Regions from separate parts of the Triticum aestivum genome. Here region 2 is linked to region 1. A link is a contact called in public Hi-C data. All regions are on one chromosome and are shown on one strand. Each heading gives the region's core, a stretch centred on a gene start, on an enhancer-like site or on the middle of the called end of the contact. The rest is flanking DNA. Distances are from core to core; before and after follow the strand shown. Region 1 holds the start of LOC123127533 (LRR receptor kinase SERK2). Region 2 holds the start of LOC123129603.

Region 1 (7,417 bases), core at 3,594-6,093:
ACACATAACGAAACTACATGAGAACGACAGAGCACAACGTTCAACTTACAGTACTTGAAGAGTAGTGATATCAGTCAAGGATTTAGGAATTTGACCCGACATGCTGTTGTTGTTAAGACGGCTATCCTTCCAAGTAGGCATAATAGCAAAAAACAGTTAAGACTTATAAATACAAGGAAACAAATGATACAACTAATAATAGGAAACAGAATGGTACTGTTGGCACTTAATCTGCATGACAAGTTAGTAAAAAAATGGAAACAAAAAGTTATAGAGGAGTGACAAACACCAAAATCCTTACAAAGAGAAGTACACAAAAAATGACACATTAGTCAATGCATGCATCATGGCATTTGGATTATGCTTTTCAATGAGAATTATCTGTTTCCATTCTTAACACTAGTTCGTAAGCCTCATTCTCCCAAATGAGAAAAGATCGCAGGACAAGAACAACTGTTACAACTAAGAACAGACCAACTGAAAAGAATCTAAATAACATCAAAGTAACATCAGATATGCAACAACAGATGTGCTTGTAGCCAAAAGACCTATTCTTACAGGAATCGAAGCTTCAAAAGATTCCCCAGGCTGTCAGGAATAACTCCTGTGAACTTGTTCAGATACAAATCCAAACTGACCAGGCTAGTTAGGTTGCCCAGTTCAGCAGGTATTGGCCCACTTATGTTGTTGCTGTAAAGCTCCCTATAACCAAAGGAACACATATCAGTTTTCAAGTGTAGAGAAACATTTAGAAGTGAGGAAATATATACTAAACAACTAACAGAAGAAAACACAGAATATAAGCAAAATAACATCTTCAAAATGGCATGCACAAGTGTATAAATCTACAAAAATTGAGCATTCAGTTTTGTCTCCTGTTCCCAACCCTAGCCACCGCTCCAAAAGGTCTCCTCCATGCCGTCACCTCGGCCCCCCTCCTCTCCCACATCTGGCGGCCTCATCATCCGTTTTGTTTTTCTTTCCCTAACGTTTTGTTTCCCTAGCGGCATCGACGAGGTGGGCGTGTTGGAATAAGGTCTATCCACCCCCCCCCCCTCCCCCTACCTCGACGACGACAAAGGGCCTGCCAGATCTGTTGGCTCTCTTTAGTTTGTGTGTCTATCAAGGAGAGCAGTTGGTTGGCCATTGGTGTGGCTACTTCGACATCTTCTTCAATGTTGTTATGCGGCATGGTCCGGTTTTCTCTCCAACTCTCTAGACCAGTGGTAATGGATCGTAAGCCTGTTCTGCGTAGTGTGATGCTCCAGCCGATGTTTCTTCAGCGATTTCTAGATCTCGTCCCAAGCGGCGAGTGGCTATTCCGGTCTTTAAAGTACGGTATGGCGAGGGCATTTGCAGGTGTCCCTGTCCTTTACTGTTGGTTCAGTGCAATTTTCAATCTCCGGCAGGCGGTGTACAATCAAAGGAAGAAGGCTAGTATGATTTTCAATGTAATTTTATTTTTTACTGGTCAATTCTGTGTCCAGTTATCTTTCCACTGTGCTGGCTTTTTTCCTTGATAATTATCAGATCTAAGACGCCCTTTGGGTGCCTTTTCTTCAAGATTTTTTTTGGACATTTCTGACAGTCCTAGCAAATGCGGTAGCAAATCTACAAGGATTATGTGCCACATAGGTTACAGAGTTTCTGGATATAAAAAAAGGGGCAGACTGGTGCACGTAGCTCCCACTTGCGCAGGGTCCAGAGGGAAGGGTCCGACCACTTTGGGTCTTCTGTACGCAGCCTTTCCCTACATTTCTGCAAGAGGCTGTTTCCAGGACTCGAACCCGTGACCATGGTCACAAGGCAACAGCTTTGCCGCTGCACCAAGGCTCCCAAACTAGGATTGTGCATTTAGGTTACAGAGTTTCTGGATATCTACCCAAAATATTTGAAGCTTCATCGCAAGGTTCAGTTCACTATCGTTGTGCACAAGGATCTTGTCTGTACGGCTAGTGCTAAGATACGGTAAACAGATTAGTTAGGCCATCTCCGCCAAAGACGGTACACTACTGCAGGGCAGTGATGCAGGTTGGGAGGGGCTTTTGGCATTGGAGTAAAATTTAGGAGGCAGGTGTGCCATTCGTGACCAATCATAACTCGTGTGAAGGGTATAAATAGACCCAACTTAGTAAATCAAATAGCAAGTTAACTCATATGTAATCCCACAGTGAGTGCATTACAGGCTTGAGAGATGCCAAACCCTAGTTTGGGACCAGCTGTCTTCCACATGCTTAGAGGCCCTGAGGCCGAGGAGTGAGGAGAGAAAATCAGGAATGGGAGGATAGAGACATAGAGTAATTACTGCTTTCCCTTACTGATACTTCAATCCCCTTCTATAGAGGGGTTTCAACCAGACATAACTCTAAATTCAATATAGCTTCCCTGATTCAACACCTGCTCTTACTTCAAACTCCTAGCCATTAAGTGTTGGTCAATGAATAACAATCCTAGATTCAGCCCAACCACAGATAAATCTTGTGTCTGACCATTAATAGCCCTAAATCTCCGGCAGTAGGAGGGTTCCCACGTGAGTGTCATCACCCCTCTTCATGGCAAACAACTCACCCTGAAGCTGGGAAAAGGTTAGTGCTGCTTGGTTTGTGCAATATTCTCCTATACAGCCTCACTCTGGAAGACAAGTCCATCTTACCAAGATTTGCCTAGTTCCATGAGCATGGCAGGTACATAGGACGAAAGACATAGTTCAAAGTACACACCCTTGCAACATGACGGGAATCATGGTACCAATCTTCCATTGATCACAAACAAGAATGTGCCAGATAATGAAACTTGGGATGCCATGCACCTAATCAAATAAGACCTGAGCCATAGAGCTAAGTGAATAAGGATGATGTAGAGGGACGAAGTGGGCATATTTGGAGAAGTTGCCGATGATCGTCAGGATAGCCAATTTGACACAGAAGGAAACCTTCGGCGAAGTTCATAGCAATATCAGGCACACACTGATGAAGGGCTACTCGATTAGTTGATTAGTTGCACTGTCGGCACATGATCTGACCTTTCACCACTGCCCATGTCATGTGGAACTACCGAGACCTGGTTAGCGGCAGCTAGGCAGAAGAGTTGGGCACACCTAAGGTTGCAGAACCCAAGTTGCTTAGTGTTGATATTTCTTGCCAAGTAAGTTAGGACTCCAGGAGTTGGAGATAAGTTAGGGAAGTGCTTGAATTAGGAAAGGATTTCTTTAAGTGGAGTGTATCTGCGGTTGTAACCCCTCTATGTAAGGCATGTGTTCCTCTAGAGTACAATAGATGCAAGTCACACAATCGACACCAAACGATTAAGAGTAAATAAACAATAAGATGTTATATGAATATATGAAGTGGCAAGATTTTAGTACTACATTTTACTGAATTTGCATGTAAGATGTCTTAAGTGCCAGTCTACAGTTTGAAAAAACTAGTGCATTGCATCCAGAACTTACAAATATTGGAGATTTTTCAGCTGCCCAAGCTGGGACACTAGTACACCGGATAATTGTGCATTTCCAAGGTCACTGAAAAGAGCAAAAGGGTATTATGAAGATGATCACTCTTGAACCCTTTGGTATGCATGCTGAGAGTTTTTCGTCAACTTACACTCTAATTACACTGTTATCATTGTTACATGTAACATGAAACCATGTACAAGGATTAACAAGAGTGGGATCCCAACTCTGCAATACATTGTTGCTATCCTTCAGACTCTGACGCAGGTTATACAGAGCATCACCTATTATCGACAAAAGGTAAATTAGCATGGGCCGACAGATAGAAGCTTATGAAGAATATATAAAGAAGCTCCTTGAGTGACTATATATGGAACAGTATTGCAAAGAAACAGGTATGCTGGGCAAAAGCTATGTAATCATCATCAAAGTAAATATACTATCAAGCAGCTCATCAATTTGTATACTGTTTGATGATGCAATTGTGCAAAAAAGGATTTCTTATCACTAGCCTTTATAAGAATGCACCCGCCTTGACTCAAACACAGATCAAATGAAATATCTCACCTGAGAGTCAAAATAGCAATTCCTCATTAGCGTGTTTTCTTCCACTTTGGAAGGAATAAGAAGAAAGGAACCAGATTTCTATCCTTACACACACAAAGCAGACCAATCAGGCCCAACTAGTAGAGACTATGAAAATCAACTATACGGAACCATAAATTCCCTTCCAACCAATTCGACTACACGAATAGGAAAGTACAGGATGAGACCGCCCGCCCAACCCTTCATCTCAAGCTTGTGCTAATAAAAGCAACCGAAAATCAGTAACCATACACCAAACCAACCGACCAGCATCCCCACATCAACGGCCATGTAGCAGATCAAAGCAGCTTACCCTCCGTGTTGGCGAAGACATGGCCCACCCCCGCAACAACCATCAACACAGCGACGACCACCGGTCGCCACCTCCCTCTCCCCAACACCGCCGCCGCCATTCCTGCTCTACCGCCTACTGGGCCCCACCTCACCGACGCATAGGCGGCCCCCGCCGGTTCTCCCTTCCCCCAGATCCCCCGAGCAGTACGGATCTGCTGGACCGCCGCGTCGCCGTTGATAGCTTTCTTCCTCCCTCTCTCTTCCCTGATGAAAGCGAGGAACGGGTGGGATAAATTTCTCTAGTAGCTTTAATTAAGTTCGTAGTGCGTGTGTGTATGCTCCAACCTGTAGTAAATTGTTCTACTGGGCGACGGGACCATCGCCTATGCTGGGGGAGGAGAAGGCTACAGCTTACAGGAATCTTACAACTTGGCCGACTTGTGGGTCACGGAGTTGAGGGCCCACATGAAAGCGAGAGGGAGTAGTGGTGGAGGAGTACATGGGGTGTTGCGGTGGGGCTAGTGAGAAGAATACGGAGCGAAACTACTTCACAGACGATACTGCTGGACGATTCAGCGACGATATGTTTAATCCACTGGCTGTGTTGCACCTAGTCCTTTATATAGATGGTCTGATTTGCATTATCGTCCAAGAATCGTCCAAGAGTATCGTGTGCATAGCAGCACTCAATACGGAGGGAGCAGCTGACGGTGCGCCAAGGATCTCGTGGACGCGGTCCTTTTCGCCCCCTCGTCGCCCCTAGAGGCTAGAGCAAAATCATTGTTTTGACCTTGTGAACCAAGGAATAAGTATCTTTTTACTACTAAAAATGAAGTAGTTGGTAGCTTGATAGTTCGGTTTATTTTCGTCTGATTTTATTTTCTTCCACCTCCCACCATCCCTGTACCATTGGTTTTTATCTTTTTACAGATCATTGCAAAAGGGGTAAAAATCACGTACTTCTAAGATTGCACTTACCTTATGTTGTTGCTTCCGTGCACTTGCAACATCCCCTTTGCCTAGAAAAAAAAAATCACGCACAAAATCTCTGCTATCTCTGACTATATGGTATGTCCTGTGAGACACCTACCAAAACATATGTCTGTTCCGTAACAAAAGATCACATACCAAAAAACTAGAAAACACGCATGCGCAGGCCATCCAAATCAGTTCAGATCAATCATTCCTTAAACACACATGGGCAGGCCATCCAAATCAATCACCCCCGCATCCGTAAGCATCTCTACTATTAAAGCTCAGAGAAAAAATCAGCACTGCGTCTTTTGTTTCCCGATGTACGTTTACGGTCTCTTCTGTCTCCCTCTTGGCCAGTTAGGGTTTCCCACACCCGATTTACTCTCTTCGCCATCGCCGACACTCCCTTCCCTCGCTCCCGACTCCCGAGATGCACCAATGTTTCCCTCCATGTCCACCCATCGATGACGGCCTCAAGGAGGATCTGGATTGGCGTCGCCGCCGGTGAGGCGCGACTCCTCAACCTACTCTGAGTGGCGGGGGTTCGAACTCCTTCGAGCATGTAGTAGGCGGAAATCCTTTCGTCTTGCTTCTCGGCTTGGTTGTTGATCTACTCACAACACGGCAACATGTGCTATTACCTGAGAGGAAGAGACTACGAAGACGGTAAGGGACGACTCCTGTGGCATGGAAAAAACCGGTAGGCAATATATTGTCACGTGAAAAATCACGGGCAATAGTGCTTGTTGATCTGATGTCATTTATATGACTGATCAAAGACAAGCTTATATATTGTTTCCCTCTCCTACCTTTAATTGGCATCCATCTTAGCACCTTTTTAAAAAAAATTAACAAAGCATTCTTCTAATTGTGTAGGTGATGATGGAGTAAATACCGGGTTGTAACCTTATGTATGCATCTTGTTGGGTGTGTTATTGAATTTCCATTGAAGAACAACTTGAATTTGAGATCATTTTCTTACAATAGTTAATTTTGTATTGTCATCATAATTTATGCTTAAACATTAACATGTATAGATAAAATTCTACGAATAATGGTTTTCGTTTTCCAATACAATATGGATAGATAAACTTCTAGGGCTACAAAGATTTCTGATTCTATATTGCAAGTTTATTATCATATTTTTCTATTTTCGCAGTTATCTCTATCTCACATGACTGCTTTGCTTTCATAAGGTAATATACTTCTCTCACAAGGAAATTACAGAAGTAACATCATTTATAATTCTCTATTACACATGTGTTCCTTACTCATCAAATTGCATATTTCTTGCCTTACTCGTTATTCTTTATATCGTTCACTCTATCTTTTTTTGAGTGACCATTGTACGGTGCCTACAGGAAAGTAAAGATATTCTGCAACATGTATGCATCTCATATCCCACAGATTTGGGCAGACATTTTGTTGCTCATGGAGATGTATCTGGTTAGTTTGTTTCACCCGTTTAATAAATATAATTCTTTCCAATATAATTTTATTCCAAGCTATATGTCTGCTCAATGAATTTTATATGCGTGTACGATTTCACAAATGAAGCAGAATAAACTCCAACGTTTTACCTTTTGTTCTCTTTATAATGTGAAAGATTACAACACTTCCAATTTGTAACACCCACGATGCGGCTATATCTCCCACGTGTCGGAGCACGACTTAGAGGCATAACTGCATAGTAGGCATGTCGCAAGAGGGGTAATCTTTACACATCCCATGTACTGAATAAGAAAGTGATAAAGAGTTGACTTACAATCGCCACTTCACACAATACATAAGTATATCATACATCATCCAGAATACAATCAAGGTCCGACTACGGAACCAAAATAAAGAAAGACAACCCCAATTGCTAGATCCCCGATCGCCCCAACTGGGCTCCACTACTGATCAAACGGAAAAGACACAAAACAACGACTAAGATCTTCATCGAGCTCCCACTCGAGCTTGGTTGCGTCACCTGCTCTGGCATCATCGGGACCTGCAACTGTTTGGAAGTATCTGTGAGCCACGAGGACTCAGCAATCTCACACCCGCGAGATCAAGACTATTTAAGCTTATGGGTAGGAAAGGGGCAGTGAGGTGGAGCTGTAGCAAGCA
Region 2 (6,731 bases), core at 2,886-5,385, 420 kb before region 1:
GCTCATGTTTCTATAAAAAATTCATATGGCTCTGAAAAGAAAAATAGCAACGTTAAATGAATATTTTGGAAGTTTATCATACAAGTCATGTCAATAAGGACCTTTAAAAGATTCTAAGCTTGCAATAATCTTTCAGCCCAAAATCACTATCTGGCTGCAAATAAGCATGAACATAGAAAGCGGCAGTCAGTTAGGCACCTGAAACGGCGAGCTTCCAAGAAGTTTCTGGCATACTGGTAAGCACAAACACCTAGTAAGCCGTAGTCAGTTAGGCACCTGAATAAGATCAAGCTTCACAAGAAGTTTCCGTTGTGCAAAATGTCTCTGAGCATCACACAATTATGTGTAAAGCATCTTCTGATCCTGCAATCAACAATGTGAGCTTATTCCGTAGATTGCATCAAAACCTTTATCGGTGATTAATAGGCTGGACAGAGCAATTGCCAAAGGTACTCCCTCCGTCCGGGAAAAGTTGTCCAGAGCGCAGTGTAATGTTCTTTTTGCAAAACAACCCTCGAAATTTGAAAACTGTCTGAAGTAGGTACCAGTCTCCTTCTCCTCCCTCCGCCCGTCCTCCCGTCGCCAGGGGCCGGCGCGGTCGGATTCCGCCGCCGTGCTGGCGATTCCGGCGATCGCAGACACCCACGAACACCCGCGCCGCCCACCCGAGAACAGCTGCCCATTGATTCCGCCGCCCACCGGAGGCGAGCTGGTCCCCGATTCCACCGCGCGTCGCCAGGACCAACCGCCGACCACCTGCGCGATTCCGCCGCCGCCTACCTGCGTGATTCCGCCGGCCACCTAAGTGACGGAATCGCCCACCCGACGGTCACCGAGCTGGTAGCCAAACGCTCTTTCCCCGCCCCCGCCTCTGCTGCTGCTGCTACGAATCCAATCACCGGCCCCGCCTCTCGTAGGCATTCCGCCGCCGCCTACCTGCTGGACGCATGAAGATGTTTGGAAACAAACAATCAATCATTTTTTGGAAGCAAATTAACAATCCATTTTTGGAAACAAACAATCAATATGATTCCACCAGGTTCCTCGAGATTGGAGTATATTTCCAAATAATTTCAGTGCACAATCAATCAATTTTATTTTGGAAAGAATCAATATGATTCCACCAATTCCTCAAGTCTGGAGTATATTTCCAAATATTTTCAGTGCACAATCAATCAATTTATTTTGGAAACAAATCAACGTTCCACCAGATTCCTCAAGACAGCAGTATATTTTTCAAAACAATCAATCAAATGTTGTAGTCTTGACCAGGAGAATAACATTTTCAATCAAAAAGTTGCAGTCTTTATACATACGGTTTTCTTCAGTTAGTCTTATGGGTCATCCAAAAAATGGTTCATTGGAACATTCTTGTTGACTGCTCCTTGTGGTCAAATTCCAAATTATTGTAAGGAGTTAACTGAATTTAGTTTCGGTAAAGTTTACAGTAAAGCCAAATTAACTGAATTTTCAGTAAATTTAACAACAGGAATTTTCTTGCTGGCATATCTGAGAAACTCTAATTTTCTCACAATTTATCTGAGAAACTCTAATTTCTCACGATTTTTTTGCACTGCAAATTCACACTGGCGTTGCAAATCGTCAGGTGTAGTACTGGCATTGCATTGCAAATTCACCCTATATAATCCCTCATGACAGTTAGATGGAGTAGCACTCTTGATTAACAGGACAAGAACATGGTGGCAACACTGTTAGATGGAGTAGCAACTAACAGGGTGTGTTTCAGAATTAACAGGAACATGGTGCATATCTAGACTTTGTGTACTCTTGATTGCGGTGATTTTGGTAGATAATGTACTCCAGCAACGACATCTAGACACACAAAATCTTCAGATCCTACTACTCCACATGTACTCCAGAAATCACAGTTTCAGAATTAACAATCTGACATTAAGAGTTAAGATTTACTGAACTTGGTGAAGGTAGATCAAAATTTCAGTGTGGCACTGAATTTGTAAACATCTGAATTACAACACAGGATATTGACAGTAAATAAATTAGGCTAGATTTTGGACACATTTTGTGCAATCACTGAACTACAATGGACAATTTTGTTAGCTAGCAGCTCCTGAAGGAATACCTGTCATTGGCCTGAATAACCTAGACCTGCCCACCATTGAGGAAGCATAAGTTAGCAGATGAGTAAATGTTGATGTTGGTTTGGATAATCAGAGTTATGACCAAGTTGCAAACATCAAACATCACATTTGGTACTGCAGGCACTAATGACTGAACATCACATTGCAGCGAGCTATAACAATTAAATCACTGAACTAGCATCAAAACCTACTATAGTCCTGCAGGCACAAAAAAGGAAGGGGAATGCTAAAAATAGCAGCTTGTTGAGCTGGTTCGTCAAGTTCAGGAATTTGCAGAGAGGTTCAATGCAATTCTTTGCAAACTGAATTTCAACATTTTTCCCGTGAAGCACAAAGATCACATCAAGCACAAGCACAGCGGGGCAATATCAAGCGATTGGGACGCGGCATGGGGCTGAAAGGGGCAAAGGGCCTGACCTTATCGTCAAGGACAAGCCGCAAGCGCGCCACGGCCTTGCTCTGCCTCCGCATCCGGCGGCCCCGCACGGCGATCCCGAGCAGCGCGATGGCGACGGGCACCGACCACGCGCTCCTCGCTGCGCGCGTCGCCCACAGTAGCAGCACCTCCACGGGAAGCCTCCACCACGGCGCCGCCGCCGCGGCCCCTCCCTTCGCACCGCACATGGTGACCTTGACGGCGTTCGCGAGTTCGTTAACGCACCGCAGCATGCCGGCGTGCGCGCCAATGCCGAAGGTGACCTCCTTTGCCGCATACTCGCGCATCCACTTCTTCTGCTCGGCCCCGCCGCCGCAGCGCCGAGGAGGAGGACCTGGAAATGGCCGCCGCCGAGTAGATCGAAGAAAAATCGAGCCTTCTCCTCGCCGTGGATCACCACGGGGAAAGAGGAGGGGAACAAGGAGAGGGAAGCTGCGGGGGAGGCGTGGGGTGGGGGAGGCGTGGGGTGGGGGAGGCTTGGGGCAGGAGAGCTCCGGCGACGCGGGGACCTGCGGGGGGCTGCGGAGGAGCCGAGCTGCCGAGGCGCGAGGGAGCACGACAGAGGGGCGGGGGAGACGACGGGGAGCTGCGGGTTTGTCGGGAATTCACTGGGGGTGTTTTCAGAAAAAGACCATGAAGACAACTTTTCCCGGACGGAGGGAGTAGTACTTACTCATAAAAGAAAATAAATGAAGGAAAACGACATGAATTTCTTCAGCCTGAGCAAACACCGCAAACAAATTCCAATAACACAGAGGAGTAAATGGTCCACATGGGAGCTTCATTAGGCAAGCAACCTAGCTAAGAAATATTTATTGCGTCCCTACTATGTGGTCGTACATGAAGCATCAAGAACACACATGCAAAAGGCTAGTTCTAACTGAATTTCGCTTTCAGTTGGCATTTCCTCAAACAGTCAAGTGCACCTATTAGTGTTTGTCTATCAAAAATATGAACACCCAAACATACATGATGGAATTCATATTCGCGCGAAAGGGGTACGCCAAGCTCCGTGATGCAAGCATGGAGGCGGTCGTCGCTTCCATACAGCCTGGGGTACCTCTCGATGCACACGTCGAGTGTCCGCGCGAGCACAGCGGCGAGGGGCCGTGGCTGAAATAGGTGTTGGCCGAGTGGCTCTCCGACGAGGCCCCGACGTACACCATCTCCCTCCAGTCGTACTTCCCGAGCACACCACCAGGTTGTCCGGGGACAGCACGGTGTCGTCGTCCACGAGCACCACCCACCGCGCGCCCCCGCCTCCCACAAGCCGCACGGCCTCGGCAGCGATGCGCGTGATCCGGAGCCCAGAAGGGTGGCCCGTCGGGTTGGTGTACCGGAAGCGCGAGGTGTCCTCGGACACCCGGATCGGCAGGAGCTAGTCCTCCCCGGCAGCGCTGGGCCCCGGCGCGCCGGGCGCGCTAGCGTCGAGCCAGACGTGGCCGCGCATGGAGGCGGGATCCCACCAGAGGCGGACATACTCGCGGCGGCACGACCAGAGGTGCGCCGAGCCCGCGATCTCGAAGACGATGCGAGCGAGCGAGAGCGGGGAGGACGCGTCGCCGGCTGCGCACCATCTTCAGCCGTCAGGACCTCACCTTCCCTACAGATCCATGACGATTTTGCTCCTTCCCTATCGCCGGCCTCTCCGCCACCTCGTGAGGCGTCCGCCGCCCGGGTCTCCGGCCTCTCAGCTCCAGCCCACACCGCTGGCCTCTTGGCCCTCCCCTGCTCTCTCACATCCGACGCCTTGCCTCCTATCCTCTTCCTCTCTTTCTCCCTCCTCTCCTTCTCTCTCTCCCTCTCATCTTCTCTCTCCTACGCGCCGCCGCTGTCGTCCTTTGCATCTGCCCACCCCTCTGCAGCTGCCGCAGGACACAACGGTGCAGCGACTGTGAGAGGGAGGAGGAGGAGGCACCGCGTGAGGAGTGGGTGTGGATCGCGCGTGTGGTTATGTCCGTCCAATCCCTATCCACATGCATCTGCCCACCCCTCTGCAGCTGCCGCAGGACACAACGACCGAAAATTCTAAACTTACGGGTAGCACCATAACTATGGCCCCACCTGTAATCCCTCCTCCCTCGTGAATTCAGTGGTGTGACCCCCGTTAATTTCCAATTAATTTACCCCACGTACTCCTGTAGATTGCAACCCGTAACAAATGTCCGTAGCTGTAGCAAAGTTGACACAACGACTCCCCACGACGCACGACGCACGATGCGGGCACCGCGTGAGGACCACTACGACAGGAACAGTTGACCGTGAAGATACAGCCACCCCAGCCGACGAGTGGGACCAGGATCAGCATCGGCCTACCCATCACAGAAGCGGGTGCAGAAACCAGGTACATACGCGTCGGCCAACCCCTTCGCTGCTCGCCCACAACGCACGACGCGGTCTGCGCACATCGAGCCACGCGACGCAGCGGGAATGGCTCACGCGAGAGATTTTAACCCAGCCAATCCAAGGCCTAGCAAAGCCCATCAGTCATCGTGCATCGACAAAACAACCGCAGGTCAAAACGAACTGCAAAAATCAAACGGCTGGCACACAAGCGTTGACGCGACCAGGCATGATCGAAGGGTCAGAACGATGCAAAATCGAAGGAGCTCTCGGGTGGGCCGGTCGTCCAGCCTCCTTATATGTTAGAATAACTCAAGGAGTCGATTACATATATAGATCTCAAAACAAAACTCAAAGCTAAATCATACTAAAACTTTATTCTACTAGATCAAGATATAACCAAAAGGATTGAATTAAGAAAAATGATAAAGGTAAAGGTGTGATGGTGATACAATACCGGGGCATCTCCACCAAGCTTGGCGGTAGCTAAGGGGAGTACCCATACCCATGTTTTTATGTTTCTTTCTTCGGAGGTGATGACGATGGAGTTGTTGATGTAGTGTCCTTTCTCAGCTTACGCTTGAGGATAGAATTTTCCTTCCTTAAGTCATCGATCTCCTGCTCAAACCTTAATATCTTTTTACATAGATCATGTTCGTTTTCCTGCAAGAGATGAAAAAGGATAAACTCGATCTTAATTTTCTTTGATTTATTAGGGAGACTTGACTTTTTGAACTCCACGTGCATGTCTCCAGGTTGGTATAGTGGGACTTCATCTTCTTCCGAGCTTGTCTCCTCCCTTCCCTTTGGATCATAGTCTTCTTCTTCCTCTGTGGTCCAACCATAATGCTCCACATCCCCGTAGGCCTTTGGGTTTGCGATATAATCAGCTATATAGCTCCCTCTCTCTGAATCTTGGGACGACATATTTTCAAATTTGTCAAGGCAAAACAGCAAGAAACAAGAACAAAGAATTTTATCGTGGTATAGTGGTCAAAACCTTCAGAAAATTATATAATGAATTTTTACCGACCAAAAGAAGTATTGTGCAAGAAAACAAAGTCCGGAGGGCACACGAGGTGGCCATAAGGCAGGGGGCGCCCAGGGGGTAGGGCGCGCCCTCCACCCTGGTGGTCTCCTCATGCATATTTCGGACTACTTTTAATTTTCCTAATTTTTAAATATTCTAGAATGGAGAAAAATTGCCATTAGAACAGTTTTGGAGTCGATTTACATATCGTACCACATACCTATTCCCTTTTAGAGTCTGAAACGTTTTGGAAATTATCCCTTATGTACTCCTCCGGTGTTATGGTATTAATTATATTGGACTCAACATTTATGAGAGTACCTGAGATATAATGTTCGATTCTTTGACTGTTTACCACCTTCGGGTTGGTGCCTTCGGCGTTGTTGATTTTGATGGCACCAGAATGATAGACCTCCTCGATAATGTAAGGACCTTCCCATTTAAAGAGAAGCTTTCCTATAAAAAAATTTAAACGAGAGTTGTATAGCAAAACATGATCACCTACATTAAACTCATGCTTTTGTATCCTTTTTCATGCCATCTTTTAACCTTTTCTTTTAACAACTTGGCATTTTCATAGGCTTGGGTTCTCCATTCATCAAGCGATCTTATGTCAAATAATCTCTTCTCGCCGGCAAGTTTGAAATCATAGTTGAGCTCTTTGATTGCCCAATAAGATTTATGTTCTAGCTCAAGAGGTAAGTGACATGCTTTTCCATAAACCATTTTATACAGAGACATACCCATAGGATTCTTATAGGCAGTTCTATAAGCCCATAATGCATCATCAAGTTTCTTAGAC

Evidence for each region. A called contact is a pair of places that touch in the nucleus more often than the background predicts.
Region 2: a Hi-C map of leaf shows a contact between it and region 1, with 3 times the contacts expected there. The contact joins the promoter of LOC123129603 here to the promoter of LOC123127533 in region 1. A contact is called at or near these places in 2 of 5 Hi-C or Micro-C datasets (both in leaf).

The regions. Positions count from the first base shown.
Region 1 is chr6A:351,957,656-351,965,072 of IWGSC CS RefSeq v2.1, reverse strand. LOC123127533 (LRR receptor kinase SERK2) reads right to left here and starts at 4,843. Exons shown (of 12, transcript XM_044547264.1): 1 at 4,676-4,843; 2 at 4,350-4,594; 3 at 3,603-3,735; 4 at 3,449-3,520; 5 at 559-702; 6 at 50-121. The coding sequence starts at 4,710.
Region 2 is chr6A:352,378,476-352,385,206 of IWGSC CS RefSeq v2.1, reverse strand. LOC123129603 reads right to left here and starts at 4,135. Exons shown (of 2, transcript XM_044549705.1): 1 at 3,950-4,135; 2 at 3,313-3,816. The coding sequence starts at 4,135. The coding sequence ends at 3,433.